4 separate regions of the Mus musculus genome follow, and all the other regions are linked to region 3. A link is a contact called in public Hi-C and HiChIP or PLAC-seq data. All regions are on one chromosome and are shown on one strand. Each heading gives the region's core, a stretch centred on a gene start, on an enhancer-like site or on the middle of the called end of the contact. The rest is flanking DNA. Distances are from core to core; before and after follow the strand shown. Region 1 overlaps Ncoa3 (nuclear receptor coactivator 3). Region 2 overlaps Sulf2 (sulfatase 2). Region 3 overlaps Arfgef2 (ADP-ribosylation factor guanine nucleotide-exchange factor 2 (brefeldin A-inhibited)). Region 4 overlaps Sulf2 (sulfatase 2).

What was found. Hi-C and Micro-C count contacts between places; a contact is called where the count stands out from the background. HiChIP or PLAC-seq counts read pairs in DNA pulled down with a chosen protein or histone mark.
Region 1: a contact with region 3 is called in an H3K27ac HiChIP or PLAC-seq map of microglia, with 4 times the contacts expected there. The contact joins two enhancer-like sites. A contact is called at or near these places in 2 of 115 datasets of contacts at active chromatin or transcription factors (large pre-B cells and microglia).
Region 2: a contact with region 3 is called in a Hi-C map of bone marrow-derived macrophages, with 14 read pairs. The contact joins two enhancer-like sites. A contact is called at or near these places in 4 of 484 Hi-C or Micro-C datasets (bone marrow-derived macrophages, embryonic stem cells and stem cell-derived primordial germ cell-like cells) and 2 of 115 datasets of contacts at active chromatin or transcription factors (embryonic stem cells and large pre-B cells).
Region 4: a Hi-C map of bone marrow-derived macrophages shows a contact between it and region 3, with 10 read pairs. The contact joins two enhancer-like sites. A contact is called at or near these places in 1 of 15 datasets of contacts at CTCF or cohesin (large pre-B cells), 6 of 484 Hi-C or Micro-C datasets (the G1E-ER4 cell line, the P5424 cell line, bone marrow-derived macrophages and 2 more) and 3 of 115 datasets of contacts at active chromatin or transcription factors (embryonic stem cells and large pre-B cells).

The regions. Positions count from the first base shown.
Region 1 is chr2:166,010,379-166,014,702 of GRCm38.p6, forward strand. All of the region lies in intron 1 of Ncoa3 (nuclear receptor coactivator 3), which reads left to right. Among named protein-coding and RNA genes, the nearest start is that of Ncoa3, 20 kb to the left of the region's middle. Within about 2 kb of position 2,008, at least 80 of the 459 cell types and tissues checked have an H3K27ac peak or open chromatin away from gene starts, as enhancers often do. A contact at or near this core is called in microglia, where this site is marked.
Region 2 is chr2:166,105,512-166,109,848 of GRCm38.p6, forward strand. The region is part of intron 3 of Sulf2 (sulfatase 2); the gene reads right to left. Among named protein-coding and RNA genes, the nearest start is that of Gm52534, 13 kb to the right of the region's middle. Within about 2 kb of position 3,015, at least 11 of the 459 cell types and tissues checked have an H3K27ac peak or open chromatin away from gene starts, as enhancers often do. A contact at or near this core is called in bone marrow-derived macrophages, where this site is marked.
Region 3 is chr2:166,873,507-166,877,849 of GRCm38.p6, forward strand. Arfgef2 (ADP-ribosylation factor guanine nucleotide-exchange factor 2 (brefeldin A-inhibited)) reads left to right here. Exons shown (of 39, transcript NM_001085495.2): 29 at 70-200; 30 at 357-486; 31 at 2,987-3,122. Among named protein-coding and RNA genes, the nearest start is that of Cse1l, 30 kb to the right of the region's middle. Within about 2 kb of position 1,590, at least 72 of the 459 cell types and tissues checked have an H3K27ac peak or open chromatin away from gene starts, as enhancers often do. A contact at or near this core is called in bone marrow-derived macrophages and microglia, where this site is marked.
Region 4 is chr2:166,083,391-166,087,898 of GRCm38.p6, forward strand. It overlaps Sulf2 (sulfatase 2), which reads right to left. Exons shown (of 21, transcript NM_028072.5): 7 at 3,596-3,771; 8 at 2,293-2,421; 9 at 996-1,052; 10 at 466-595. Among named protein-coding and RNA genes, the nearest start is that of Gm52534, 35 kb to the right of the region's middle. Within about 2 kb of position 1,776, at least 21 of the 459 cell types and tissues checked have an H3K27ac peak or open chromatin away from gene starts, as enhancers often do. A contact at or near this core is called in bone marrow-derived macrophages, where this site is marked.

The sequences.
Region 1 (4,324 bases), core at 758-3,257, 860 kb before region 3:
TGCTTCGCAGGAAGAAATATGAAAAGGAGCCGCAGACGTTCTGGATGTCAGCCTGTGAAATTTTCCACTATTTCCCATAATAACATGCAGGCACGCTTATATTCCTGATTCAGTGGGACTGTGACTGCAGTTGCCTGACTGGAATTTGAAGCTCCTGTCAGCGAGAAATGGCATCTGCCACTCCTGCGAGCAGCGCGGAGCTGCCCGTCCTAGGGGCTGGGCTTGCTCTAGGGTTGCCTGGGGAGACACTGTTGGAAAGGCTGATCTTGGAAATTATTTATACGTTTCACGATTCCAAACGATTTTGATTATAGTGGACTTACAATAATACATCTGCTGCAACAGTTTTTTTTAATAGTTTTATTTATATAAATTTATAGAATTTTATTTTGTGTAAAATGCTCAGAGAAGTAAAACATAAAGGTTCGGATAGATCCAGGTTTCATTTGCTACAATTTAGAAACTATTCAATGTATTAGCTTATGCAGGTCCCTGTTAGTGCAGTAGAAGATCAGCAGGCTTCCTCCTGAAGTTAGCCATTCTTTAGACTCAAGTGAGCAGGTCACCCCATTTGCCCAGGTTCTGTAAGTTGACCAAGATAAGTATGGAAGAGCAGATCACAAGATACACTGTAACCTAAGCCTGTCCTGCTTCATCTCTTACAAGGCAGAGTGCCATTGAGGAATGGCCAGCCACCCTTTATGAATTAAACTTAATTATTTACTTTTGAGAGATGGTGTCACTCTACTGCTCAGGTTGGCCTGAAGCTTGGGGGGTTCAGCTACCCCACCTTGCTGATTTTAACTAGACAACTCTTTTCTTTCTTTCTCCCCTTCTTCTCCTTTTTTTTTTTTTTTTTTTTTTGGGGTGTGTGTGTGTGTGTGTGTGTGTGTGTGTGTTATGAGACAGGGTTTTCCTGTGTAGTTCTAACTTGTCTGCCCTGGAATTCACTCTGTAGACCAGGCCTCAAACTCAGAGATCTACCAGCCACTGCCTCCCAAGTGCCAGGGAAGCTGAGGCAGGAGGATTAACATTGCTTTGAGGCCAGCCTTGTTTACAGTTCCAGGACAGCTAGTGTTACATAGTAAAGACCTAGTCTCAAGAGAATACAGAATACAAAGTGGAAAACAAACAAAATACCTCCAAAACAACAATGAACCAGATCCTTGCCCTGCAGAGTAAACTGTAAGGACACACGTGCTTCTCCAGTGAGGAATGAGGGTTTGAGTGATAACAGATGTGCTTCACACTCTTGAGTTGCTTCCAGCTTAGAGATAAAGCCATATTAATGCGCAAGTAACTGTTTCTGGACCGGAATAACTATGCTGGAGCAGGCTTCTACCCTGGTCATTGGGTTCTCCCTGTTGAGTCTCATCTCTTTCTTAGATTCTGTTGTCTTCTGACCTCTTCATGACTTCCCTTTCCAGCCCTCTCTACATATTCTACATTTTCAACCATTTATCCCTTTCTCCTCACCCTAATTCTCTTCTGGCCTGAAGGCTTCCCTGTCAACCTCCCCTGCCCTCTGCTGCTCACTGTTAACTGCATCTTTACCTTCCGTGCCTTGCTTGCCGAAATGCCTGCCTTCAAACTGGCTGATCCCAGCCATTTCCACTGTCCCTTCAACTCGAGGTCTGTCTGTTTGTCTGTCTGTTTTTGTTTCTCTTTGTGTGTTTGTGATCAATTCCAGGGCTTCCTGAATACTCGGTAAGTGTTCTGGTACTACATTTTATTCTTAACACTGGAGTTTATATTTTAGTTAGGATAATTTCACTGAGAAAGTAAAATGAACAAAAAGTTAAGAAAGGAAGCCTAGGAGGAAGGATTGGGAAGGGGAAGCAGTTTTGTGTCCAGGTCAGTCCTGCAGCTTCCAGCCACAGGCCTTGCTCCCGGGGCAAGCATTCCAGCCTGAGTTAGGTCTTCAACACTTGCATTTGAAATGCTCTTTCCATTCTATAGTTCAGGCTGGCCTCAAACCTATTATCCTCTTATCTCCACCTCCCACCTTCTGCTATCTGGCCTGCTCCACCTACCCAGCAAGACTTCTGCTTTCAGTTTTGAACAAATGGGGAACCGCAGATTTAAAAATCATGTTTTTGTTTTTCTTTTATAAAAAGGCCTTTGATTTTATTTTTATTTTATTTCCCCCTTAAAGCACTTCTTTTTTTTTTAAAGATTTATTTATTTATTATATGTAAGTATACTGTAGCTGTCTTCAGACACTCCAGAAGAGGGAGTCAGATCTTGTTACAGATGGTTGTGAGCCACCATATGGTTGCTGGGATTTGAACTCCAGACCTTCAGAAGAGCAGTCGGGTGCTCTTACCCACTGAACCATCTCACCAGCCCAAAGCACTTCTTTTTTTTTTTTTGGTTTTTCGAGACAGGGTTTCTCTGTATAGCCCTGGCTGTCCTGGAACTCACTCTGTAGACCAGGCTGACCTCGAACTCAGAAATCCGCCTGCCTCTGCCTCCCGAGTGCTGGGATTAAAGGCGTGCGCCACCACGCCTGGCTCCAAAGCACTTCTTTCTTGTTTTTTTTTTTTTTTTTTTTTTTTTAAAATAAAAGTGATTAATTCCTGTTCCTGTGGAAAACAGAAAAATACAAAGAAAGAAAATAAGGATTACTAATAACTTCCTGTACAATTAATATTTTTTTTCCTGGAGTCTGGAGAGGTTTCTCAGTGGTTATGGGCACTTTTGTAGTAAGGTAAAGTGTCGCACACCATTAATCCTAGCATGCAGGCTGGTCTCTTGAGTTTTGAGGCTGTGCTGGTTTATATAAATAGTTTCCGGACATCCAGGGCTACAGGGAAAGACCCTGTTTTAAAAAGGAGGAGGAGGAAGAAAGCAAACAAGCAAATAAGCAAGCAAGCAAGCAAGCACTTATGCTGGCAGAGGACCCAGGTTTGGTTTCCATCACACACATCAGATAGCTCACGACTGCCTGTAACTCAGGTCTAAGGGATCAGGCACCTTCTTCTGTCCTCTGTGGGCCCTGCATGTACACAGTGCATAATAAACCAATGCAGGAACTCACATACACATAAATTTAAAAAAGTTTTAACTTGTGTGTGTGTTTGCCTGCCATAGTGTGAGCTGGTGTGCACGTTGTGGTGTGTGCGTGTGTGGGTAGGTTAGGAGATAACTTGTGATAGTCTGTTTGGTGTAAAGTTCTAGGGTGCCAGGCTTGTGGACGAACACTTTCCTCACTGGCCATCCCTCCAGGCCAACTGCTTTTTATCTCAACAAAATGCTATCAGCTCCTGGATGTCTGCATAGCACAAAGGCTTATTTTTAAATAATGAATGTTGGATTTCCGTTTAATGTGGCAGATGTAAAGCATCTTTGCTTTACATTTGATGGAGTTTGGTTGAGTCTGTCCAGAGAAGAACTTGTTATTCATTATAGACAGTGCAGTACATACTCAAATACCTGTCTTTCATGCATATGTAATGGTAGTATGGCTTAACCAAAACAAATTATTCTTAGGTATTTGATATTATGGAGATTAAAAGAATTCTGTGTCTGTTAAATGCTGTCAGTGGATTGAGTCAGGCCAGCCTTGAACTCTTTTTTTTTTTTTTTTTTTTGGTTTTTCGAGACAGGGTTTCTCTGTGTAGCCCTGGCTGTCCTGGAACTCACTTTGTAGACCAGGCTGTACTCGAACTCAGAAATCCGCCTGCCTCTGCTTCCCAAGTGCTGGGATTAAAGGCGTGCGCCACCACGCCCGGCCAACCTTGAACTCTTCTTGATCTTGGTCTTCTGTCTCCGTCACTGCAGTGCTAAGGCTTTGGGGGAACGATTGCTAGATAGATTTCCAGGTAACTTTAAGATGCACAATTTCTGTTGTCTCCTGAGAGGTTGTTCTTTCATTAATAAGAACATTGTTTTTCCTCTTTAAAGTGAGTCTCCTGAGGTTGGTTTGTAGAACCTGGAGCCGACATTGAGCCCTGAGCACGCGCTCTGGCTGTTCACTTTCTCTAACCCTTTCTGTTGGCAAGATTTCTCTCACGGTTTGCCTCCCTCAGTTGCTGTGCTTCTAACTGGATTTTTGGGTTTCTTCCATACACTGGTGGGGGTTGGGGTGGGGAGGTCTTTTGTGTCCTGGACCTTTCTGTGTAACTGAGGGTTATCTTGAATTTTTTTTTAAAGGTTTCTTGTTCTCTTCCTCCACCAGGTGGGTTGTGAGGACTGAACTCAGGTGGTTAAATTTGGGACAAGTGACTTAAGGCCCAACCTTAAACCTCCCATTTCTTTGCCTCTATCTGCTGAGAGATGGGATTGCAGGTGGAGCCACCATCATGCAAGCTAGGCTTTCAGC
Region 2 (4,337 bases), core at 1,765-4,264, 770 kb before region 3:
TTTGGGGGCTACGGGTTGGGGGGGTGGAGGTCCCTGGTCTGAGTGTCAGAGACAATCCCACTAGGCTGGGGGATCTGGGGATCTGAGCCACAAAAGAAGGTGGACAAAGGACAAAGTCCAGGCTGCTATAGCTATTACGTGTGAGAGGCCACAGGCCTGAAGTCTTCAGGTTTTTGGCAGACAAACCGTCTGGGCTGAGGAGGCAGGGGTGGAAGTATGTTAAATAAACCTCCCGAGTCCCACTCAGGCTAGGCCGAGAGCTTTTGAGAACTGCCGGTGGCTCTGTTTCACTTAAGGCTGCCTCTCTCACGGTTACGGTAGGGCTCTCTTTGTGTTTGAATGGTGAACTGCCAAAGCACAAGATAAATCAACTCGCTACATTTGGTTACATTCCGGATGCTGACATGTGAGAGGTAAGTGAGGCAGAGGAAGATGGCGGTGATGCAGAGGGTCAGAGGCTGCCGAAAAGCAGCCTCCCTAGTTAAGAGAGATCTCTGCTGCCTGCCCTTCCTCCCTCTCTCCCTCCCTCGCTTTTTTCAGTCAGGGCACCTTGCAGCCCGGTCTGTTCTGGAAATAGCTGTGCCACTAAGAATGACCTTGAACTTGCGATCCTCCGGCCTCTCCCTTCTGAATCCTGAGAGTCCAGCATGTGCCAGCATGCCTGGTTTATGAGGTGCCGAGGGCTAAATCCAGAGCCCTCCACACAGCTCCCGACGGAGCCACATCCCCAGCCCCACCACCACTAGGTTTCAGTGGTGGATGCCTGTTTTCTGTCTCTGCCTGGCAGGTGTTCAAGTACTCATCTTTGTATAACTGGGACTGGGTAGGGAGTGGTAACTGACTCCCCAGGGAAGAGTGAGGATGGATCTGGAAAGTTCTCCACAGCAGGGGAGTGGGTGAAGTGTGTTTTATACAGAAGCAAGTACTAAGGTGCCAGGGCAGGGATGACCGTACCACAGAGAGGGTCAGTGGCCCGCGTATGAATGGAACAGAAGAGCCAGAGGCAGGAGAGACGTGAACAGGTGAGCCCGATAGAAGGAGCTGTGGGTTTATCTCAGGAACTCAGAACAGCCAGGGGAGGGTTTCAATCAGAGTGCAGCTTTTCAAGGCACCCCCTGTTGTCCTCTTTGGGGAGTAGGGGTGGTTGGCTAGTCACCAGGGGAAAGAAGGGCCAGGCAGCTCACAAGGACTGAGGGCTGAGCCCTTTCTAGGCTCCTTTTTCCTACCTGCTTGTTCCGAGTGGGACTGTTGCTATGGAGAGAGCTTGGGTTGCAGAGGACCCCAGGGCATCAGGCCAAGGCTGGGCAGTGGGTGCAGGGGACCTGGAGGGGGTTGCTTGAGTTTCTAACTGAATGCAGGCTTCAGCCTCCCCTGCCAGACTCAGGCAGCTGTAGCAAATGACAGAGTCCATTCATTTCCAGAAAACCTCGTTAGCTGGGAGGGAGGCTAGCTAGCATCAGGGAGAGGCTCTATGGCCTGTTGATTCACTATCAGGACAAACTGGCCTTGAACTCTCAAACCTGCCTCAGCTTTCCAATGCTTGGATTATAGGTGTGCACCCCCACACCTTTATGAAGTGATGTGGATTAAACCCATGGCTTCCTGTGTGCTGGGCGAGTGCTCTCCCGACTGAGCTATACTGTTGGCCCTTTCCTTTTAATGTGTGTATGTATGCCTGTGGTGTTTGTGTGTGGTATTATGTGTGTATGTGGTGTATTGTGCAGGCGTGGGGTAGTGTGTGTGTGTAGTGTAGTGTCTGTGTGTGGTGGTGTGTGTGTGTGTGGTATGGAGTATATGTGTATGTGTGTGCATTCCTGTGTGTGTGTGTGTGTGTGTGTGTGTGGTGAGTGTGTGTGGTGTGGGCTGTGTGTGTGTGTGCATCCCTTTGGTGTGTGTGTGTGTGTGTGTGTGTGTGTGTGTGTGTGAGCATTAGCATAGGCTAATGTCAGATATCTTTTTGGATTATTCTCCACCTTATATGCTGAGGTAGGGTCTCCCACATGAACCCCGACTTCACCAGTTCTACCAGCTTGTTCCAGGGATTTCATCTTCTTTGGAGACTGGGTTACAGATGGGCATTCGTACCCCGCCTTTTACCAGGATGCTGGGGATCGGGCCTGGTCCTTGTTGGCTTCCCCACTAAGCCATCTTCCCAGCCCTCTGCCCTCTCAACTGCAGACGTGCAGAAGGGTGGGGCAGAGGGGCAGACAATCCACAGCAGCCTTTACAGCAGGACTGGAGGATCCATCAACTATAGGAAATTCCCATTACCTCAGGGAGCGTGACATATCAGACCCCTCGGAGCTGCTCTCAGAGGTATCTCACCAATGGCCCTTTCCTATAATAATGAGTTTGCCGTATTTCCTCCCAAAAGGAATTCACAGTCGAAAAATAATTTCCTATGCCAGTCATCTCCCAAAGTTGAAAGAACATTAGAACAGCAATCTTCAAGAAAAATAAAAGCTGGGAGATTTATAACAAAGGGAGGCTTCAACCGGAAACGTCTCTGGCACATCCGTCAAGGAGACATGAGGTGGCAGTCAGGTGCCAGCAAGGAGACAGATTCCCTGGGAGGCTGCTGGTTCCCAGCGCAGGCTGGTGGGCGCTTGGTATTTGCAATTCAAATACTGGTTGCCCCTGCCATCAGGGACAGAATTTTCAGAAATAAGGAATCTCTTGGAAAAGTTTCACATTCAATTATAACAGCTTTCCTGTCAGATCTAATGCTAGGAAACTGAGCACATTTATAACTGCCAAAAACCTAAAACCAACCAACCACCACCCACAACAACAACAAAAAAAACCCCTTCCTTATTTATATAGAAAATAGACTCAGATTCAATACTCAGAACAATAAGCATAAAATAATCCCCCCACACACGAATGACTTGGAGGGTAGTGTAGAAGGCATGTGGACTGCAGAGCGTCCACCAAAGTCCCTTGCTTCATTCAGGATACAGCCAGCATCCTGTATCACTGTGTTCATGGATTTGGCCCATAGGGGGCGCTGTGCTTCCTTGAGAAAAAGGCTTGCAATTAAGTGGTCTGAAGCCTAAGAGGCCCTCCCTCCCATGAGTTGGTGTGAGTTAGCCTCCTGTTTGCAGAGTTAAAACCCAGTAGGCAGGCATGGAGCTGTGGTCCCAGCACTGGGGAGGTACTAGCAGGGGCATTGCAAGTTCAAGGGCCGCCTGGTTACCTAAGAAGACCTTGTTTCAAACATCAAACAAAACATGAGGTTTTGGGCACTGAAGCCTTTCTTCTGTCCCATGTCTACTGAAGTCAGGCCTGAGGGTGGCTCTGGAAGGGAGGACAGTGACAGGTGGGGGGTTGAACACATGAGCCATATCGTGACTCTCCAGATACCCACTCTGATCCTGGTACCTGCACAGTGTGTGACCTTATCTGAGCCCTAGCTTCTGTGATCAAGTTAAAAGAAGTTAAAAGAAGCTTACATCGATCGGGTCAGGGGGAACTGCAGGCCAGTGCTGTCAACGGGGAAATCTGGACACAGATGCCTGGATCTGAGAGCCACGAGGAGAGAGAGGCAGAGCCTGGGGAGCCTGGGATATGGAGAGCTGAGGAGGCTGGAACAGAAGTCCCCTGGGGACAGCCGATTTGGGATGTCAGAGGAGAAGCACCTCCTGCTTTAAGCTCCTGGGTTGTGGCTCTGGGTCTCTGCAGTTCTCGGGAACCTGTGTGTGGCTGAGCGAGGCTGAGGGACAGTCAGGGATCAGACGGACACCTGGACCTCCCCACCCCCATACCTCATCCTCAGGGGACTGAGGACACACACCTATGCTTACTCCACTTTTCCTTATTTGTGTGTGGCGTGTGCATGCATACATATGTATTCATGTATGTACATGTATGTAAGGATACTTGTACATGGGAGTGTGGAGGAATATCCAGTATCTTCCTCAATCATCCAGCCCCCCTCTCCAACAGTTGGTAACTTTTTAAAAATATATATTTATTTATCTGTGTGTGTGTATGTGTGTGTGTTTGTGGGGGTGCGTGGGTGCAGCATATGTGTGGAGACCAGAGGACAACTTGCAGGAGTTGGTTCTCTCTTTCTACTGGGTGGGTTCTGCAGCCCATCTCATCAGGCTTGGCGGCAAGCACCTTTACCTGCTGAGGCATCTTGCTTGCCTCTCTACCTTAGTGTTCAAGCCATCTCTTACTGAACCGGAAGCCCCCCAACTGGCTAGGCTGGCCGGCTAGTGATTCCCAAGGACTCTCTTGTCTCTGTCTCTCCAGGGCTCGTGAGAGGCAGTAGCTGCCATGCCTGGCCTTTTCTGTGGGTCCCGGGGAAGAAACTCCTCGTTTATTGATGGCTC
Region 3 (4,343 bases), core at 340-2,839:
TTTGTGTGGCTGCTTTTCTGACCCCTCCTGCTTGCTTACACTACATCTGAGACATGATTTTCATTTCAGGTGCTGCAAGAGTACACAAGTGATGATATGAATGTGGCTCCTGGTGACAGGGTCTGGGTCAGAGGCTGGTTTCCCATCCTGTTTGAACTCTCCTGCATCATTAACAGATGCAAGTTAGATGTACGCACAAGGTAACTGGATCCCCAAGGCAGCTGGACATCAATGTTAAAATGAGTCGCTTCTTACCCCACCCCAGGTTCACACCTCCCCTCCCTGACCCTTGCCTCCATCTCAGTTTGGCCATTTCTTCCTCACCTTCTCCCTGCTCTCCTTTATTTTTCCCCCAGGGGACTCACGGTCATGTTTGAGATTATGAAGAGCTATGGCCACACCTTTGCAAAGCACTGGTGGCAGGACCTGTTCAGAATCGTGTTTCGAATTTTTGACAACATGAAACTCCCTGAGCAACAGTCAGAGGTGGGTGATGTCTACAGTGTGGCCTGTGAGTAGATGTAATGGGCCCATGGCCGGCCTCCTCCTTGGGGTTGTCTTGCCAGATAACAGGGGTTTAACAACTTAACAACTATTTAAGATGCTTCTACAAGTGGACAGAAGCACTGACCATCTTAGACCAGTGTCAGCTAGTTCTGGGAGATCCCTTTCTGGGAAAAGGGAGAGGAAGTTCCTCATGGTTTGCCCTCCTGGACCTGGACACTGCCTGCCAGCTCTGCAGGCTCATGGCTGCTCTTCTTGTGTGTGCCACGCTCTGACCTGGTCTTGCAGGATCGAGAGCAATGGCAGAGATGCACAGACAAGACAAGCACAGCTGTCTTCTTTTCTTTTTCTTTTTTGTCTTTTTATGACAGAGTTTATTTGTGTAGCCCTGGCTGACCTAGAACTTAGTTTGTAAACCAGGCTGGCCTCACAGTCATAGCTATCCACCTGCCTCTGCCTCCTGAGTGCTGAAATTACGAGTGTGTGCCATCACTACCTGACTGGCCCTTTATTAATGTATTATTTCAGGAACATCATTTCCCCCTCATACCAGCATAAAAATAACATGCACTAGATGAAATATTCCGGATACACAGAGTTCACACCTCTATCACATAGAAACTGAGGCTACCACTATGTTGTCTTTTCCTACTTAAACAGTTTATACAGTTGAAGTCCTAGTGTAGACATTTGTCCTGTTCTTTAATGTTAGAGTAATTTTTTCCTCATCATAAATAGATAGATAAATATTCATTTCAGAAAAATGCTTGTCTAGCATGCAGGAAGCATGTGGTCCGCACGTGTGCTCCAGCTCTAGGGTTTGTTTCTGCAATGCCCAGCCCCCGCATAGCTTTCTACACAGATTCTAGGGGTCTGGGGATTGGACTCAGTCCTCATGCTCGCTGGGCGACGCTCTGAAGTGAGCGTTCCTAAATTCCCTTGTAATTGAGGACAGGAATCCGGGAGGCCTAACTTCTGCATTCATGTCCACACACCATGGCTTGCATGTCTGCAGGGCACTGTGGGCCTTCCCCTTTCCCCACACTATCCAGCCTTTGCTTTCATTTACCTCGGTGCTCTGCACGGGCAGAGGCTCTGCTGGCTGGCTGGCTGGCTGCCACCACTGATCACCACATCTTCCTATTGGGACCTGGCTTTTTGGACCTGGCTTTTTGTCCTGTGTCATCAGCTTTTCCCAGTTGCTTCCTCTTCTGTTTGTTGAGGGGCTGGGTTTGGTTGGTTTTTCACTTGTGTGTTTTGTTTTTGAGGCAGTGTCATCCTCCAGCCTGGGTGGACCCGAAGGTCACTTTGTAGTCTTACTTTTTCATTGGTATCTTTATTTTCTTTTTATTTAGTTTTTTCTGGCTGTTCTGGACTCCATATATAGATCAGGCTAGCCTCAAACTCTCAAAAATCCGCCTGCTTCTGCCTCCCAGATGCTGGTATTAAAGATGTGCACCACCAACGTCCAGCTTAAAACTTTCCTCACACAGTATATTTTGGTTGTGTTTTCCCCTCCTCCAACTGTTCCCACATTCTTCCCGCATACCCAACTTTGTTCTTTCTCATTGTCTTAAAAAACACACACACACACACACACACACACACACACACACACACACACACACACACACAGTGTAACTCCTCACTCTGTATCGCTCCATTGCGGAAAGTGGATTTCCCTTTCCTGGCAACTGTCAGCTGCAGATGGCTTCTTGGTCAGGGGTGGGGCTCTGTAGGCCAGCACCTGTGCTGGTCTTTATTTACGCTATGTTACCAGGTCTTCAGTTTCATTTCCTTCTGGCTTTTATTTTGAGAACCCTATTCGTGACACTTTTCTTTTCTGTCATTGTGTAATCATTTTTATATTTCTCTGGTACTTTTATGCCGTCATTTTTTGAAAGAGTGTGGGGGGGGGCAGGATAAGGTGCTGGGTGACCGCCTCTTTCATAGTCCACTATTACTTTGAGTCAAGCTCTCCTGGTGAATGTGAGGCTCTCATTGTCTCCTCTTGGCAAACCCCAGCGGCGCCATATTCCCTCAGCCCTTCCCACACATGGGGCAATGGGTGCCTGGGACGGTAAGCTTGTTCCAAGGCTGTGAAATCTGAACTCCAGCTCTCGTGATTGCCTAGCAAGTGCCCTCGACTGCTGAGCCATCTCTTTAGCCCGTATGCAGTTGTCTTTATTTTCCCATATTATTTTAAGGGACAGTTTAATATTTGTGAGTCCACAGTGAAGCCTATCACACCATGCAGTTTTCAGAGTCTGAATGTTACAGGGGTGGACATTTTCTTCTGCAAACATTTCCTCACCCGCCTGACTGTTTCTGTAGGATCTGACGGTGGAGAGAGTAGTTCTGAGCAAGCAGAAGCAGTCAGGTTTGAGATGTCGATACTTATGTGAGTGACAGCCAGGCTTGCAAGAGCAGCCATCTTACCCTAGAGATGTTGGTTTTGAAGATTCATTTTTTTTCCTTTCAGAAATCAGAGTGGATGACGACCACGTGCAATCATGCACTGTACGCTATTTGTGACGTATTCACCCAGTTCTACGAAGCTTTGCATGAAGTGCTTCTCTCTGATGTGTTTGCGCAGCTGCAGTGGTGCGTGAAACAAGGTATTCATTAAGTGAGGGAGGGGCAGTGTTTCCTCGTACACAGTCTTTATGAGGAATTAATTTTCTGTCATAAAAGTATAAATGCAATGCCAAGGGTCACTGTGTACAATTCAGTCCACCAGTCCCTTCCCAGGTTGATTTATAAGCACAGTTTAAAGGTGGATTTTGTTGTTTTTGTTTTAAAGGGTGAGATGCACTTTTGTGCTTTAAAGTTTGTTTTTTTTTTAATTCCCCTCCGTTTCTCCCTCCCTCCTTTCCTCCCAGCCTGTGTCTGTCCATCCGTGTGTACATCCGTGTGTCCATGAGCTATTCCCTCAACTCCCTTCTTTCAAGTTTTATGTGTTTGTAATTTTTTTATAGTAAACTATTTTTTAAAGTACTTTTGGAGTTACTATCACCAGCTACATCAGTGACATCTTATTTAGTGGTTATGTGTTCATGTTAGTGTATACCAGATAAAAACCATGTATCCCTCAGACCTGGATCCATTTTGGCCTAGGGCAAAGTTAAATTCAGTTAAGATCTTTTTGAAAAGTGACTCCTTCTTTCCTCCTTCTCTGTGCAGCCTGGCTGTGCTGGAACTTGATCTGTTTAGACAGACTGGCCTCAGAGTCACAGAGATCCGCCTGCCTCTGCAGCCCAGGCGCTGGGGTCAGAGGTGTCTGCCACCACGCCCTTCTGGCGAAAAGGACCACATTTTAAAGGAAGTAGCAAATAGCTGTAGTACTTTGATAGCAAAAACTGGAAAGGTAGTTAGTGATTATATCAGAAACACTATTTTTAAAAACAATTTATTTATTTATTTATTTATTTATTTGGTTTTTTGAGACAGGGTTTCTCTGTGTAGTCCTGGCTGTCCTGGAGCTCACTTTGTAGACCAGGCTGGCCTCGAACTCAGAAATCCGCCTGCCTCTGCCTCCCGAGTGCTGGGATTAAAGGCGTGTGCCACCACGTCCGGCTAAAAAAATTTTTTAAACAAACCAGAGAACTTTATTGAATCCACCCTTCCCAAATTAGGCCAAAGGAGGAGGGTCCCTTTGGGGTTAGCTGATTTTTTTAAAGATTTATGTATTTATGTTTATGAGTACACTGTAGCTGTCTTCAGACACACCAGAAGAGGGCATCAGATCCAATTACAGATGGCTGTGAGCCACCATGTAATTGCTGGGATTTGAACTCAGAACCTTCAGAAGAGCAGTCAGTGCTCTTACCGGCTGAGCC
Region 4 (4,508 bases), core at 526-3,025, 790 kb before region 3:
GTTCGTTCCACATGCCCACATCTCTCCCTCATCTCTCACTCCTCTCCTCCTGTCTCCCTGCCCTCTGAGGCTCATGCCCGGCTAACTATCCCTCCCCAATCTCTATAGCTCACCTTGGAAAGGCCTCCTCCAGACGCCGGCTCTTTCTCTCCCTGGATACTACCAGGGTTATATGTTTACTTAGCGTCTCTTTTGCAATCAATGTCCTTTTAAAAAAAAAATCTTGAAAGCTATTTCCTAATCCCCCTATAAACGGAAGCCAGCCGCAGAGAGTTATACCACACAAGTCAGCTGGGAGGCAATGAATGCTGTTTGCCACCTGAGCCTGCCTGCTGGTGTTTTCCCACATGAGGAGTGCAAGGTCACACACCCAGAGGACACTGCTACCCTGACAGGGACCAGAGCCTCCCATGTAACCATGGCAACCACACCCCAGAGGACCCAGAAGATCCGCCATCTCCTCACCTGCCCCAGCTGTTCGCATGCTGTCTGGTACTCAGCTCGCTGACACAGGTCCTTCACGCGCTGGTACTTGGGCAGGAAGTTCTCCTCCTGGGCATTCACTTTGTCACCCTCCCTCTTGTGGAGCAGTTTGCTGAGGGAGATGCGGGGCTGGTTGAACTGGGTGGAGCCCTGGGGCAACTTGTGCTTGCCTAGGCTGCCGGCCCTGCATAGCTCTGTGGAGACCTACTGTGGAGGATGGGTGGCTGGTGGCTTGAGAGCACCTGGGTTTTAATGGGAAGTCTACAGGAGCTGTCTATCCCAGATGGCCTGAGTTAGGATTAAATGAACAGTGATGACATCGTACAGGCTCTGCCAAGTATGTTGAATGGGGACATGTGGCCTCCAGATTCGAATTCTGCATGAGCCACCCAATTGTGACAGGGAATTTGGACACAGCTCTGAGTCACCCAGTCACTAGCACAGCACTATTCAGCCTCCCACAGTCTTGTGACCACTCCTCATGGGGGTCTTCCTGCCCGGCCGGCACTCACCCTCTCTCCACCAGGAAGGAGTCTCGCCAGACCCTCAGCTTCTTTTTCAAGTGGAACCTAGAAAACAAGCAGGTCCAGCATCCTGTCTGCCGGGTTCCCGTGTCCCCAGCCCTGTCCACAGGTTCTCCATACCCTGGGCCAAGTGGCAGTCATTGAGTGACACTGGAAAGGTTTCCACACCCCAGGGACAGGGCTGCTTCTCCAAGATGTGTTCTGAATGCCTCTTTGTGGTTGAAATGGGTACAGTTACATGGGCATTTGCACGTGTGTGTGTGTGTTTGTGTGTGAGTTTTGGAGTCTCTCAGGAGCCCAGTTCTGGGCTAATGAGTGCCTGCAGGGGGTCATTTCTCCTGATCTATGAGATAACCAAGAAGTCAGACTCTTCGTCACAATGGCTATGACTTTTGTGGCCCTATTGATGGGTGGTGGGACTGACCGGGAGTGTGTTCCAGGTGTCCTGGGTGGCTGAAGGAAGCAGCAATGAAATGGGGGAAAAAAAAAAACAAAAAAAAAAAAACAGAAAGGAAGGTGGAAAGGAAGGTGGCTAGAGATGAGGAACCAGAAAGGCAGGAGCGACCCCTTGTGGTCCCCGATTCTCAAGTGTCCTGTGCCCCTACACTCTGCATGTGTCCATTTTAGACCCTTCCAGCCCCCTTCGTTGGAAGATGTACCGACCTTACAGGGCCACCAGCCACCTGTAGATCTCAGGGCTGGGCCCCCTGGGAGGAAAGTCTAGGAGAGGCTCACAGAAAGATCTGTTATCCAGGGGGCAGTTTCACTGTTGACCACAAGGGGTCGCTCCTGCCTTTCTGGTTCCTCATCTCTAGCCACCTTCCTTTCCACCTTCCTTGTTTTGTTTTCCCCATTTCATTGCTGCTTCCTTCAGCCACCCAGGACACCTGGAACACACTCCCGGTCAGTCCCACCACCCATCAATAGGGCCACAAAAGTCATAGCCATTGTGACGAAGAGTCTGACTTCTTGGTTATCCTCTATCTCTCTAGGATTCAGAGAACACAACTTTCCTTTACTGGGTTACTATGAGGGCCAACGTGCTGGAGTGCCCGGGGCACAGCACAGTGCTACTGTTAACTTTGGGCTTTTCATCCTTTTAGCTTTGGAAGGTCCTTAGCTCCAAATGGGAGGATAGAATCCCAGAGAGGGCTGGTCCTTCAATCTCTCATGGGTTAGTGGGGGGCACCTAGATCCTGATTCCAGTGGCCTTCCCAGTTCCCCGTGGTTGAGTTCCCCCTGGCTAGGGAGCCTCCTTCCCTGGGTCTCTCTTGCTCCTTCTCACCGGTTCACTGGCCGCTCTGAGTCCAGTAGTTTGAGAATAGACTTCCCGTCCATGTCTGCAGGGATGTCCAGTCCAGCGATATCCAGTATGGTGGGGGCCAGGTCAATGTTGAGGACAATGTGGGGGTTCCTGGGGAACAGAGAGGGAGTGGAAACTTGGCCACCTGGGTGGCAGCTTAGCTTGGGACAGAGGCATCTGGAGGTGAAGAGGGAGGGACATCTGCAAATGAGAGAGCTTCCATCCTGACACTCTGACCCGTAGGGAGGCCAGTTCCAGCCGGACCGTCCGGTGCTGCACTGTCAAGGTTACATGCCCTAATACTATCCTCCTCTGCCTCTAGGGTTCATGCCCGCCCTCTTGTTGGTTCTTGCTGGCTGGGCACGCACAGTCTGGCCTCTGAGCACCTGTTATACTCGACCCAGAATGATTTTCCTCGAGGCAGCCGTGTGTCGCTTTTAGCTCTTAACAAGGAGTCTGGTGACAAGCCCCATAGGCTTGGGGACCCCACTCCTGGGATCACATTAGGGTGATCCACTCAGTAGCCACCCATGTGAGAGGGGCCCGGCAAAGACTATGAGGGATGGGTTGGCGCTCCAGCTGTTCTGTGGACAGATGTTCAGCGGTCTCACTGGCGGTATCCTCCTGCCTCTCTCCCTTGCTGGCGTGGAAGATGGGCTGTGCAAGTCCCAGTCCTCCCTCTGGATATACCTGACTGGACTTTGACCCCCCCTCCCCCAGCCCCCCAGCTGCTACAGAGATGAGGCGGCCGCGATTGCCAGCCTTTCATTCAACTCTGCCTCCTCTAAGCGGTTCTGTTTCCGGTTGCCACTTCAAAGGTTAGGCCAAGGAGAACGGCTAAGGCCATGGCCCACACGGTCCTTGAGGAAAGAGCAGACGGCAGACAGCTTACTCGGTGTTGCCACCAGGAGCAGGCCCAGTGGACAATGGCTCTCTGCTTAAGTCTGAGATCTCTTCCTCAACAGCCACCAGACCAGTGACTGCCCAGACGGGGTGGGAATCAAAGAACCTTCCCATGAGCTGGCAACACCCAGGCTCTGGCATTTCCTGGCACGGAACCCCGCCTCGCTGTTTTTCATGGGAGTCATAGCTCCTGGCTTCCGCCTCAGAAGGGTATGACCCTCCTCGGAGTCCACCCTGGCCGACACAATGGCTGGTACAACTGTTCTAGAATCTTGCCCCTGAGAGGCGTGGATTGGACCTGTGCTGAGTTTCAGACCAAGCAGAGTCCAAGGTCTCCCCGTGAGCCTGGGACCTGGGGTACGGGCACAGGAGACACACTTACAGAGAGCCAGCTTCCACGTTGGGGCCCCTCACGTAGAACGGGACTCTGATGTCGAATTCATACGGCATAGACTTGCCCTTCACCAGCCCAAACTGGCCAATGTGGTAGCCGTGGTCGGCGGTGTACAGGATGTACGTGTTGTCCAGCTCCCCCGTCTCCACCAGCATGTCATAGATCTGCAACAGAGGCCAGAGGTGAGGTGGCTGGCCTCGTGGGAGCCCTCCGCTCTCAGCACACCTCCCATCTCGACCATGCCTGGGGCAAGTCCACTTCTCTGCAAGGCCCCCGGAACTGACTCCCTTATCCTGTCTCTTACACTTGTTAACATCTGTCCCTTGTCTGTGGACAGTTCCTATGGGGTGGGGTCTTGCTGTGTGGGGGTCTCTGTATTTTGCTCTCTGGCAGCTGTGTTGCACTTGCACTGACCCTTAATAAATGACCTTGGATGAATGCATGCATGAATGAATGAATGAATGCATGAATGCATGAATGCATGAAGGAAGGAAGGAAGGAAGGAAGGAAGGAAGGAAGGAAGGAAGGAAGGAAGGAAGGAAACAACGCTAGATGTGGCCAGGGCCAGGGTGGGAGTTGGTAACCTGAAACAGAATCCTGCATGAGGGTCTGCAACTGTCCAGCGTGGCTATGGAGCATATGAACTATGTTGTGTGTGGCCAAGGAATGGAGTTTGAATTTTATAGTATTTTGATTTAAATTTAGATAGCTATGGATCCCCTTTGAGTAAGCTGTTAGCCCACACAGTGGAATATGATTCTCTGTGTGTGTGTGTGTGTGTAGTATATTCTATCACGTGTGTGAAAGTCGGAGGACAACTTTTGGGAGTCAGACTTCCCCAGCCTGCGGGTCCTGGACATTGTGATACAGACTTCGCCATGTCTTGAAAACTGTGCTTTCA